Regions from separate parts of the Rattus norvegicus genome. Here region 2 is linked to region 1. Evidence: chromatin contacts called from public Hi-C data. All regions are on one chromosome and are shown on one strand. The core of a region is the stretch at or near the end of the contact, and the rest is flanking DNA. Distances in the headings are between cores, read along the strand shown.

Region 1 (5,947 bases), core at 857-3,356:
TTTCCCTTTTCCTTTTTCTTTTCTATTTCTTTGCCAGGGAGTTTGCGGAGGAACCGCTACCTTCGGTTCGCACCCTCCTCGACTGAGGCTCCTACTGATTAGGTAAACAGCGCTGGGAAGTGGGGGAGAGCCCCTGCTGGTGGTGAAAGGGGTCCTGGCTTCTAGAGACAGCATGGAAGCCAAGGGTGGGGGGAAAGAGTGTCCGCCGGGTCAGAGGACGGCCCAAGGGTGTAAGTACCAAGGCCAGAGCTGGGGGTGGGGGTGGGGTGGGGGCGGAGATCAGAGAGGAGCCGGATCCCCGAATCCAAGATTAGAGAGATGCTCCACCTCGGGTAAGATAGTCAGCTCAGAGTCCCGAGCTAGGCAGCCTTTACTAACGCATTCCTCCTCTCTCCATCCTCCCCGGCCCTTAAAAGAGAGTGGGTGGGCTGCCCGAGGAGAGAGGCGCAGGGGAAAGCAGAGATCTAGTGGCTCCTACGGTTGGGGGGAGGTAGGGACTCAGGGGGAAGGGGACCCCAGAAGCCATGGGATCCAGTTGAGGAAAAAACCCGGAGGCTGGATCGAGCTTTCGGAGCTCGGTCTTCCAGTCGGAGTAGACTGTCCGCTCGCGTCCTCTTTCTCTCTCAGGCTCTGCTTCAGCCTCCTTGGGGGTATTTTCCCGAGGGACATCCCGTCCCCTTTACTGTAACCAAATCTTCACGCTCCTTCTGCAGCCTGGGCGGACTCTCGGCATCTCTACCCTCCTCTTTAACGTCGGGAGGCTAGATGTCCCTTCAGTGGATGTTGAACGCTGGGTTTTGAACAAGAGTAAAATTAGAAAGGAGGTGCATCTGCATGTGCACATATGGACACAAAAAAGTAGTTTCCCCTGGGGGCGAGGGAGGGGGGACAGAGTCTTGCATAGAATTCTTGGATCTAGAATCTAAGCAAGATGCTGTCAAACCGTTCAAATAGGGCCTCCTCTCAGCTCCCGCTGCCCTGTCTACCTAGGAGAGAGCCGCGTCCCCAGCAGAAGGAAAAGCAGGGTAAACTTCCTACTTCCCCCAAACCGTTATTTTGTAAAAGGAGTAACACGGTGACCCATCCTGCAGGCATCCCCAAAGCAACAATCGTGAACTCGACCCGCCGCCTCTCTTCCCCCTCTTTCATCCAAGCCTGGGATAGCCCGAGTCAGGGAAAGAAGGGCGGGGAGCTCAAGCTAGCATCCTTTTCACGCGACCCGGCCCTGGATCCCGGCTCCGGGTGTTTCATCCGCCTGTGTTTCAAGGAGCCAACCAGCCGAGGGAGGTGCTTGGCTGTAGGCGTAGCCTAGGCAGGGCGGGCACTAGAGACGCACATTTCTGGCGCTCCCCATTGGTCGTCCGTGCTGTCACGGGGAAAGGGGCGGGGCTCCGAGGCGGGCTCCGGTTCCGCCCCCGCTCGGAACCCAGCCCTGAGTCGCGGTCCTCCCCCCTCCCCCCCAGCTGCACAGACATGACACAGACACACAGTCACTGCAGCTGCTGAGCGAGCCCGACGCTCTAGGCTCGCGGCGGCGGCCGGACTAGCCCGGAGCTCGAACCCCAGCGCCCGCCAGCGCGCTCCCACGCCGGTCCCCGCACAGAGGTTCCCGCCCGGCCGCGCGCGGGAAGCGGGGATCGCGCGCCCGTCTGTTCGCGGCTCCAGGCTGCACACAGCGTCTGCAGCAGACGCGCGGCTCCAAACCTGAGCGCTCCGGGAAGCCGGCGCGTCTCAGAGGCGGCGGCGGGGGCCGCCCGCCCGGGCTCCCCGCACCCATCGTGCTGCGTCCCGTTCGCCGCGCCCCGGCGGCCGTGACCTTCCAAGAGGCGCCTATCCCCGCCCCGCGCCCCCGGTCCCGCGCCCCAGGCCGGGGCGAGGCCCTCTTCAGCGCCCGCTTCTCGCGGAGCTGCGGGCGGGCGGCGCAGGCCCGGGGGGAGGGTCACTGCAAGCAGCTACCGCCGGTTCCTGTGCTCGCTCGCCGCGTTGGTCTCCCGGCCCGGCTGAGCTGCCCCCTGCCTCGCTGCTTCTCCGGAACCGGGGGCACGACTGCACACGCCTGGCCGGGCCGGTTGCTAGCAGGCCCTGCCCTGAAGGGGCTAAGCGGTCAGGGGCGCGGGAGGTGAAGCAGGCAGCAGCTCCGCGTTTCTTCCTGGCGCCGGTTCCCTTGACCCAACTCAGGGTGGCCCCAGGCCCTTGCCCATGCGAGGCTCCCGGTGCTTGGAAGAGTCCTTCTGGCGTGGAGCAGCTCTCCGCAGCCGCCCCGGAGGAGGAGAAAGAGGGGAGAGTGCTCAGTCCCGGCAAGACGGGCCATTCCTGTTGGCATTTGGAGCCCAAGGCTGTCCCGAAGTCTGTGCTTGGCACCGTCGGTCGGGTTAGAACAGCGCCAGCTGGGATCTCCACCCGGACCCACTGCACTTAGTAGGCGTCAGTGGCACCACGCTGCTCTGCTCTTTCGGAGTGAATCTCTGCCTGGGTATAGTCAAGGCCAAGGTAAGAAAGAGCCCTGAGGTATGAGAGAACCTTCGTGGGAACGCTTTTGTGAGCAGTGCGGGACAAGTTATCCAAACCTGTGGCTGGTACCCGGTGTGCACAGAGGATGGGCACACCGTTTCTGACTTGACTTTGAGTCCTAGAAAAGCAGGTGGAAAACCCCAATCTCTGGTGTCCCCAGGATCTGTCTCAGGGCCTGACAGGCTCATAGGTGTACAAGCTATTGGTAGGCAGGAGCAAGTTGGGGTGTGAGTGTAGGGGGCTGGTTCTTAGTAACACCTGGAGAGATTGCTTTCCCACCCGGGACCTTTACTGCCTTTCTGCAATGTTCACCTCCCTTTTCTGATGGGATGCCCAGAGAACTTTTCTTTCCAATTGGTCAAAGAGAGGCCGGTTTGGGGGTGTGCATCCACATTTTGCAAAAAGCTCTTTAGGATAAAGTGGTTAGGGGAAGACCCAATCAACATACCTGGACTGTCCTGTTAGACTAAACTTCTTGTAGTGATCAGAGCTTCCTGTAAATGTCATTGCTCCTGGAGGTTGGAATGAGGACTCTAAAGTTTGTGTATCATGAAGTTATACTGTTCATCACCTTGAAATTCTCCCTCTGTGTAAGGATAGTTCTTTCTCCAAGCTGTGTCTTTGCCGTTGTGAGATTTATTAAACCGATGCACTTCTGGTCACTTGAGAGGAACAGATTGTCTTCTACAGAATCAGTCCGTCTCCCAGGTGACCCTGTTTAATAGGAATGCATACCCCCCTCCCCCGTTCCAGTGCTGTTGTACCTCAGTGGAGTGGGTTTCTGCTGAATTCTGAGTCCATGAATTTTGCCACTCAGTCCATTAAAATGATTTCCTGAGGGAGCAAAATAGCAGCTTACATTTTCTGTGAATGTCACAGGAAGTTTACTGGGTCTTATGTAAGTGTCCCAAGACAGACAGAACTCATACTCTCTTCGTTTAGGGGAACAGAGGGGTATTGGAGGGGCTGACACATCACCTAAAAGCAGATGCCTTTTCTGACACAGGTGGGGGACCCAAAGTGCTTATTTAATGGGTGGAAGCAGGCACCTGAGACCTGAGGTTCCTCTTTACCTCTCCTGCCTCCCCACCTCAGGATCTACGTTGATAGACTCAAGGTTGGGGAACGATCTAAATTAGGAAAGGAACAAGTGGTGGTTTCTTTTCTCATTTCTCACAAATAGGGTGACATGAATGAATTACTCACCAGTGTGTTTGGACCTTACTGGGGCAGGGAGAAAAAAAAAAAAAAAGACTGAAAGGAAAGTTGCGTGAAGGTTTCACACATCTCTTGTGTATTTTCAAAGAGTGCTTTACCTTAGTGAAAATTGCTTGAGGAGAACACACGTTTATCGAGCTGGGGCCTGTTAATTCCGGAAAAGACAGGGGACCGAAGGGAAAGCATCTCTGCACAGAAGGCCGGAAGCTATGAGGATTTAGATGTTAGCAGATGTGCCAGAGAAAAGGAGGCAAACTCCCCTGGGAGGATTCTAACACAGACATTCCCACCAGTCTGGGTGAGCACAGGCTGCCTGCATGTTGGGGGCTCCCAATGCGTCACGGAGTGGTCTGAATTGTGGACTTGGAATTTTGACGTGAAAGGATATAGATTCCCCTGCCTTTTAAGTTGAAACCAGACGAGCCTTAGAAACAAAATCAAAGGTTTTTATCCTTTCATAAGTTATGAGAACACTTTTGTCTAGGTCACCAAGGTTTTTCTAGGTTCTTCGTTCCTGAGCTGTCCTCAAGGCAAGAGTCTGCTTTCCCCAGTGTCTCCGTCCTTCAGCCACTTACAGGACACTGGGGGGTGGGGGGGGACTAGTCTTCTATCCTACCACCAAAGCACAAAGAGCACGAACAGATGCTAGAAATGACCCTGGCTTGTTGTGAGAGCTCATGGTCTTAAAGTTTTTGGTACCCAATTTGTGCTTGCATGGTTGAGTGGATTCCAAATGTTGAACCAGGATGGTCAGCCTGGTTCAGTCTAGAATGTCTTGTGGATGACGATGTGGGGGCTAACTGCAGTGTGTTAAGGGGAAAGACGGTGAGACTCGGTTACAGTGTTTTAAGCCTATGAGGGCTATACATTTGGGAACTTCTGTAAACCGCTAACTTTGAATTCCCTAGTGGTGCTTGTAGCTATCCTTCAGCCCCTCAGTAGTTCTGAGCGTCAAACCTAGAGCCTCATACATGCTAGGTAAGTGCTCTGTCTGCTACTGAAATACATCCCCAGCCTCTCGTTTTTGGGTGATGAGGTAGGGATGTGCTTCCGGACTATATAACTCAGTCTTCAAAAGTAACACTTCTTCAGGGCGTCTCTGAAATTAACTCCATTAAACTTAAAATTTCTTGCTGTCATCCCCTTAAAAGTACATTGCTCACACAGATGGTCACCATAGCATTCGGCAGTGTGGTTGGACTTAGATGCGCTCTGCACTTTTCACAGTGTTAAAGCACTAGCATCCGGGATCCTTGCAGCAGAATTAGAAGGTAACTGTATTTCCCTGAGGATCAAGCTCCTTGGCCCAGGTCTACTCATAGCAACTTAGGAAAGACATACAAGGCAAGAAGGAAGCGTCTTAAGAGACTGGCCATTCCATCATACTGGCACCCAAAGGACACATTTCACCAAGATCTTTGTCCCGATGGAGTCTTAAAAGCTCCGTTCAGTGTGTAGAATTAGACTTTGTTCAGAACCTGTAAAATTCTGCAAGTTGTCTCATTACCTGGAACCCTGGAGTCTGTTAGATTGCATCTGTGACCTTTTACTCGTAAGTATAGTGCACATGTTGGTAGTTTAAGGAGAATTGCTACTGTGGGCTAGGAAAAATGATCAACACAGAGTCTTATCCTTCTGTTGGGGCTTTGTGGATTGATTCTCATAGGTGCAGTATAACCAAGGTGTAAGACACTGAAGGAGGGAATACTTAAGGCTGTGGTCCTAAGGCATGAAGGGAGGCTTATGAATTGGAGGAGAGCCCATTGGTAGGGTTAGAGGAAGAAGCTGAGGTAGAGTACTGGCTTCTGTAAGGTCAGTGAGGTAGGTACAATGACAACTTGGGGGTGTGGCTTTGCTGCTGTAGTCTTGTGTGCTGGACAGTACGGTTAACTGTTCGTACAGATATTTCAGAAGACTTCTAATTTAGCAAGTAGTGATTTGATTGATTCTGAATTTTGTATGGCAGGTTCTTCATTTGGCTCATTGGTGATCAGGGGTAGCAGGCAGTCATTAACTCCTGCAAGCTGAGTACTACTGGGCAGGTGTGTTCAAAGGATGACTTTGAATTTTCTAGGTTAATGGGAATAAGGAAGACAGAGCCGCATGGAAACACCAGTGTGCATTGCGTGTGGATAGCCAGTGGAATGGCAGCTAGAAAAGGAGAATTTCTAGGGGAGGAAAGCTTGGAATCAGAAAGTTACAGCCTTAATAGCACCCT
Region 2 (6,145 bases), core at 2,168-4,667, 180 kb before region 1:
AGCATTGGCAGCGTTCACTTATTAAAGTATAGAGTACTATCAAGTTCAAGGACACATAACATTTCAGAACTGGGGATAAATTTAGAATATCCCCAGTACAACTCCCTGCCTCAAGCACCTACTGTGTGTCACACACTGAAAAGAGATTTAAGAAGAATCTAAGAAACTCACCTTTGTAGTGGTTATCCCACCTTCATGTGTAAAAGCAAATGAGATCAAAGCCAGAAGACCACTTGCTGGGGCAAGTTTGCTTCCTGACGAGGTTTCTTCATATGAGCACAGTTATATCTGTGGCCTCTCACTCCCTCCCTTCCTTAAGTGCTGGGATCTTGAGCCTTGGCACCACAGTATCCCAAAGAGTGAAAAATTAGTTTCTATTTTTAAAAAGATTTATTTATTTTATGAATATAAACACATAAACGTACAATGAGTACACTGTTGCTGTCCTCAGACACACCAAAAGAGGGCATTGGATCTCATTACAGATGATTGTGAGCCACCATGTGGTTGCTGGGAATTGAACTCAGGACCTCTGGAAGAGCAGTCAATGTTCTTAATCGCTGAGCCATCTCGCCAGCCCCTAGTTTCTATATATAATACTCAGGTTATTATAGTGAGGGCTGGACAGATAGGTGCCACATTTGGATCAATAGCATACAGGTCCAGAGCATCTCCTGTCTGCTATGGAGCGCTCTGCCATTCACAGTTGGTGTATCAGTTCATCCCCGTGAGGAAGAGGCAATCAGCGTCTTTCTCCTAAGCCTTGATCTAAGTGAGAACAGAGTCACTCCAGGCTGGTCCGGGAGGACACATCACCCATTCCATTAGTGTGGTCATATACAGATCTGGATTCGGTTAACTTCCTAAGCCTTTGCACTGAACCTCTGGAATCTGATAGTATAGGAGGCTTAATTTCTAGATAAAACAAGGACCAGGTACACCCCAACTCAGTGGGCTCGATGTGCATAAGTCTGTCCACTGACTATAACTCTCCAGGAGCCTGTTTCAGTCACCACCATTCTAGTATCTGGGCACATTTAACTTAAGAATACTCAGTGTTTGTGTGACTGATTGAAACAAACCAAAACAAAACAAAGCAACAACAACAACAAAAAAAAAAACACATCAGCACACCTGGGAGAGTAAATTAAATCCTCTACATTATCTTCTCTCTCCATAGAACGTCCTTCTCTGCCTTGTCTCACCTTGAAATTATGTGTGTGTGTGTATTTCTTAATCTTTCTATATCATTTTACTTTAGGTAAATTGATTTTTAAACTTGATACTGTATCTTTCCAAGTCCCCTTTACAGTATTCATCTCACAATTATCCTTTAAAACCCAACTCAAGAGCTCCATGCTCTGAGAAGTGTCTGCTTCATCATAGAATATACTCTTAACTCCAGTCTCCAGGACTTCATTGTCGCTCGCACCTCTGTTCTCTGTTATCAGCCTGAAGCCTTTGCCTAACCAGGAGCAAATATTTCTGCCTCTTCAAAGTTCAAAGTGACCTGCAGGCAGAGTACGACTTCCTGTCTCCATGTCATATTTCAGTTACTGGAAGTGGGCAGTACGGAATAAATAAATGAATGAATGACCAACATGCATGTAACTATTCAATAATATTATCATTTTTGAATAAATATTCAGACCTTCAATAGCTATTTCTTAAGTGTTTTGATTATACAGGGACCATCAAACTAAAGAGAAAAATATATAACAAGCAGTTTTAGAAGTAATGAAATAGCATATTTTAGAGAGCGATGAAAATAGTAAAATAAAATAATGCAAAAGAATATAAGAGAAAGCAGTTGAGTAGGAGGTCTTGTGAGTAAGTGGTTAGATGATCTCTCTGAGAAGAGGGTAGGGGAGCAGACTCCAGAGTGACGTGGCTGTAGACACACACCTCAGACTGAGTAAATTATAAGATTTATTGCTCACAATTCTGTAGGCTGGCAAGTTCAAAATTAAGGTGCCATTCATCTAGTATACAAGGAGGACCTTCTTTGCTGATGGTACCTTCTGGCTGAAACCTCCCATGTCCCTTTCATAAGGCACTAGTCCTCATCCTGAATGAGGAGCTGCCATGATATAATCATGTCATGAAGACTTCACCTCTTGAGAGGTTTGCACTGAGGGTTACATTTCAGCATATGAATCTGGGTGAGGTGGATATCAAAATTCAAAACATGAATCAAGGTTTCACTGAATCTAGAGCGTGTGATTACTCCCAGATATATATTATGTGGGCCTCCCGGGCCACGGCAAGGATATCAGAAAATTTTAAATAGAATAGTAGCATGTTTACTTTTTCTTTAAGAGAGTTCACTCTAGCTGAGGTTAAAAGAGTAAACTTTAAAACTACTATGGCAAGAAAAGACAGGAAAAACTGACAGAACAAATGCACTAGTCCAAATGTAAGCTGAAGGTGACAGGTCCAGGAGGTGCTATGGTGATTCTGGGACAGAGGTGGGAGGAAGAAGGGATTTCAGAAGTGATACCTGCAGAAAATACTGGAGTGCTGGGTACAGACAACGATGATAAGCAGGAGACAACTGTGCTTTTTTTGTTTTCCCAGAGTTCCTGAGTAATACATTTCATTACTGGGAGTCCTGGAAAGAGGCCCTGTGCCTGCTGCTTTCTTCTACATCTGGCAAGTAATTACAACTATCCAGCACAACCCAGTTGTTCTCTTTCTACTCCCCAACCAACCTTCACTCACCTCATGCATCTTCTCTTCAAAAGCACCTTTGGAGCCTGATAGCCACTGTTATCGATTTCCTCAGCAAAGTACAACTTGAGGCAAAATTGTTACATCTTTTAGAAAACATCTTTTGCACCAGGTAAATACTACATGAGCAGTTGGGACTTCTAGCATAAGCAGTCCTCTCTCAGGGATGTTAGAGTATTACATTATCTGACGGTGCCTATGATGTTAGGGGAAGGTTAGGGCAAGGTTTTCCCATAGGTCACTTATTTTGGAAGGATCTGATCATGTGGATTGATGTGGCTCGAGTCAGTTCAATATACTTCTTTGAGAATGCTATATCTATTTTTATCTAATTTTGTGTGTTTGCCTGGATTTATGTCTTTGTACCATGTACAAGCAGTCTCCACTTAGAACAGAAGAGGGCGTTGGATCATTAGCTCTCCTAGGACTAGAGTTACAGATGGTTGTGGGCCACTATGTGGATGCTGGGAATTGAACCAAGGTCCTCTGGAAGAACAGCTGGTGCTTTTAAGTACTGAGCCATCTCTCCACCAGTTTAACTTCTCTAATTTTATCTTGAAATTATGGATTCATTATGGAAGGTTGAGGTCCTTGTTATTACCAAAGCCTGTTGCCAGTTAGCAGACTACTGAATCCTAGGCGAGGCTATGTGGCTGATTTCTTGCACTTTAAACTTTGGGGTATGCTATGGTTGAATGTCTGAACAGTGAATCATAATACAGCAGTATTTGAGAGGTAGCCTAATGAGAGTTGCTGAGAGCAAACTAAATCAGTTATGTGGTAATGTGGGAATGAGTTCACTCTCTCAAGAGATGCTTATCTATAGAAAAAAGAATTCACTCTCACTGTGGCTCCACTCTCTCTCATTCTTGATTTTATTTTGTTCTTTCACTGAGAGAAACAGCATCCCTCTGGCTTCAAGACAACATCCTAGACGTGAAACCTGGTCTGTGAGGAGCTGGCACTCAGTCTTGAACTTTCTACTCTCCAGACCAGTGAGAAATATGCCTCTTTCCTCCAATCTAATCTTCTTAGACACCCAGTCTCAGGTTTTCTCTTATAGTACAAAGCAGACCGAGACATGTTTTAATTGATAGATGGAGAAGTAGCTATTCATTTTGAGCCACAAAATCTAAAGGTGGACATCTTAATTATTTGTCTGTTGCTAGGACAAAATACATTAAGAAAAGCAACGTAAGGGAGAAGGAGTTTATTTTGCTTTATAATTCCAAGGAGATACAGTCCATCATACTAGGAAAGACATGTCTGTAGGCAGAGAAGACAAAGTATCAGGAGAAAGAGGCTGTTTGGTCAGAAAGGTGGTAGGGGCTGAGCTATAAACCCTCTCAAGGGATTTGGGGATTTAGCTCAGCGGTAAAGCACTTGCCTAGCAAGCGCAAGGCCCTGAGTTCGGTCCCCAGCTCCAGAAAGAAAAAAAAAAAAAAAAAAGGAAACCCTCTCAAGGTCTACCCCAAAGTGACCTACTTTTTCCAGCAAGGCTCTATCTCCTGAAGACCAAATGTTTAAATGCATGAGACTATCTGAGGCATTTTACATTTCTACCACAATGATGAATAATACACCAGCCACCTGTGATCTCCATTCTTTCCTCCCCACACGGCTGTGCACTGGGCAGGCTGTGTGGCTCACCAGAATAGCCAATAAAATTTGCTCACACTGTGTATACAATACCTACTCATTTAGTCATCCAAATAAAATGTCTTACTGAGTGTTTCTAAATGTTCTGATTATATCTGCGAGCCAGGCAGTAGCAAGGAGCCAGATCCTTTCTGATGGGGACATGCCAGGGGGAAGGAAAGTTTGAAGTATCAGTTACATACCAAAAACACAGTCAGAGAGCAGTGTCAGGAAGAAAATGTAACTGATTTTTACAGAGCACCCCCAAGACAGAGGCCAGTAAACGTTTACTATGGGAAACTAGACTGAATTCTTTTGTTTTGCAAGCCAGATGGCCTCATGCACAGTAACACAACCTCCCAGATCTAGTGAAAAAGAATCCACAGACACTTGTAAAAAAAATTAAGGAGTAAACCTGGATTTATGGAAAAAAGTGTCAGGCCCACCGAGTGAGGTCTGACAATTTCTTGCCCTGATGAATATGGAAAGAATGATAAATAAGAAAAACTAAAAATATACTGATATTTAAGCTAACATTCTAATGATAAAGGATATCTCATGACCACTGAAGAGGAGATGTTTTAGACAAATTAAGAGCATGTGCAAAAATTCAAGTCATAATTGTTTCAGCATAGAAATGGCTATCTGCATAATTAGACATAGGCAAGAAGAAAAGAGATCCGGGTAGGGGTCAGATTGCTGCGTGTTTCAGAGCCTTTTACACTGTAGGTGATCATCATACAGTTCAGGAGTTCCAAATTATTATTCAAACAAATTAGACTATCCATAATATTTGTTCAGATCAATGTGAACCAATTCAAGTTGATTGTGTACACAATAACCTTCTGCCTAGAACCTGATCCATGAATTACATTTCAGCTTTGTCTTCCATGAAGGGATCCGACCATACCTAACCCGGGCCTTCAGACTGCAGCTTGAGGCTCCAGGTTTTGTAAAAGTAGATCCTCCCTGACACAGGCTTAAGGAGTTAAGGGATTCTTGCCTATGGTCCCTAAAAGGAAGAGTTCTAACATTCATGCCCAGCTCTTACCAAAAGAATGCTTGTTACAGACAGCATTAGGCACTTCACAAATTTCTCTCAAGTACACTCCCAGATCCCAAGAGTTATATAAAATCTATGACCTGCTCTAGTCAGAGAAAGGAAATCAGATCTAGTGTCTGTCATCCACAGATAGGAGTTGAAAGAACAACTGTTCTAATCACCAAGCCTTTCTTTCTGCCTCTACAAGTGCAAAGGTGGTTGTCCAGAGGGAGCTGCCTTATCACCATGTGGGACAGATGATAGTTGCTAAATTAAAGTTGTGTTGAATTGCATTGTATTGTGATTTCATGATTGTGATTGCCCTGTAACCCATCCTAATGCAAAAACTGGCGCTGAAAATCAACTTTTTGTTAGATAATCTATATCATGTTGGCCTAATGGTCAACAATGGTGACTTAGGGAACGCAGGCTGTTATATAATAGGTTATGTAGATTCTATGAAGCTAATTTTTCTGTCTTGTTCTCTAACATAGCATAGAACTTCACTGTTTTGAGTTCTGTAGATATTTGTTGAATGAATGAATCAAGCAATGAATATTAATCTTCAGAAATATGAGAATAAAGGAGACGTTGGACTGAGGCAAGAACTTCACTTCACAAATTAAGGTTTTTGCATTTACCTGGATAATATGATTGTGCCTGGGGTAAGAAGGAGGCTAAGGCGGGGTTGGGGATTTAGCTTAGTGGTGGAGCACTTGCTTAGCAAGCGCAAGG

The links. Hi-C and Micro-C count contacts between places; a contact is called where the count stands out from the background.
Region 2: a Hi-C map of the A7r5 cell line shows a contact between it and region 1, with 4 times the contacts expected there. The contact joins the enhancer-like site here to the promoter of Large1 in region 1. A contact is called at or near these places in 3 of 12 Hi-C or Micro-C datasets (the A7r5 cell line, the Rat2 cell line and frontal cortex).

Annotation. Positions count from the first base shown.
Region 1 is chr19:12,050,866-12,056,812 of GRCr8, reverse strand. Large1 (LARGE xylosyl- and glucuronyltransferase 1) reads left to right here and starts at 2,106. Exons shown (of 13, transcript NM_001108439.1): 1 at 2,106-2,490.
Region 2 is chr19:12,228,958-12,235,102 of GRCr8, reverse strand. No RefSeq gene overlaps it. Among named protein-coding and RNA genes, the nearest start is that of Snrpd3l1, 170 kb to the left of the region's middle. Within about 2 kb of position 3,417, at least 4 of the 93 cell types and tissues checked have an H3K27ac peak or open chromatin away from gene starts, as enhancers often do. A contact at or near this core is called in the A7r5 cell line, where this site is marked.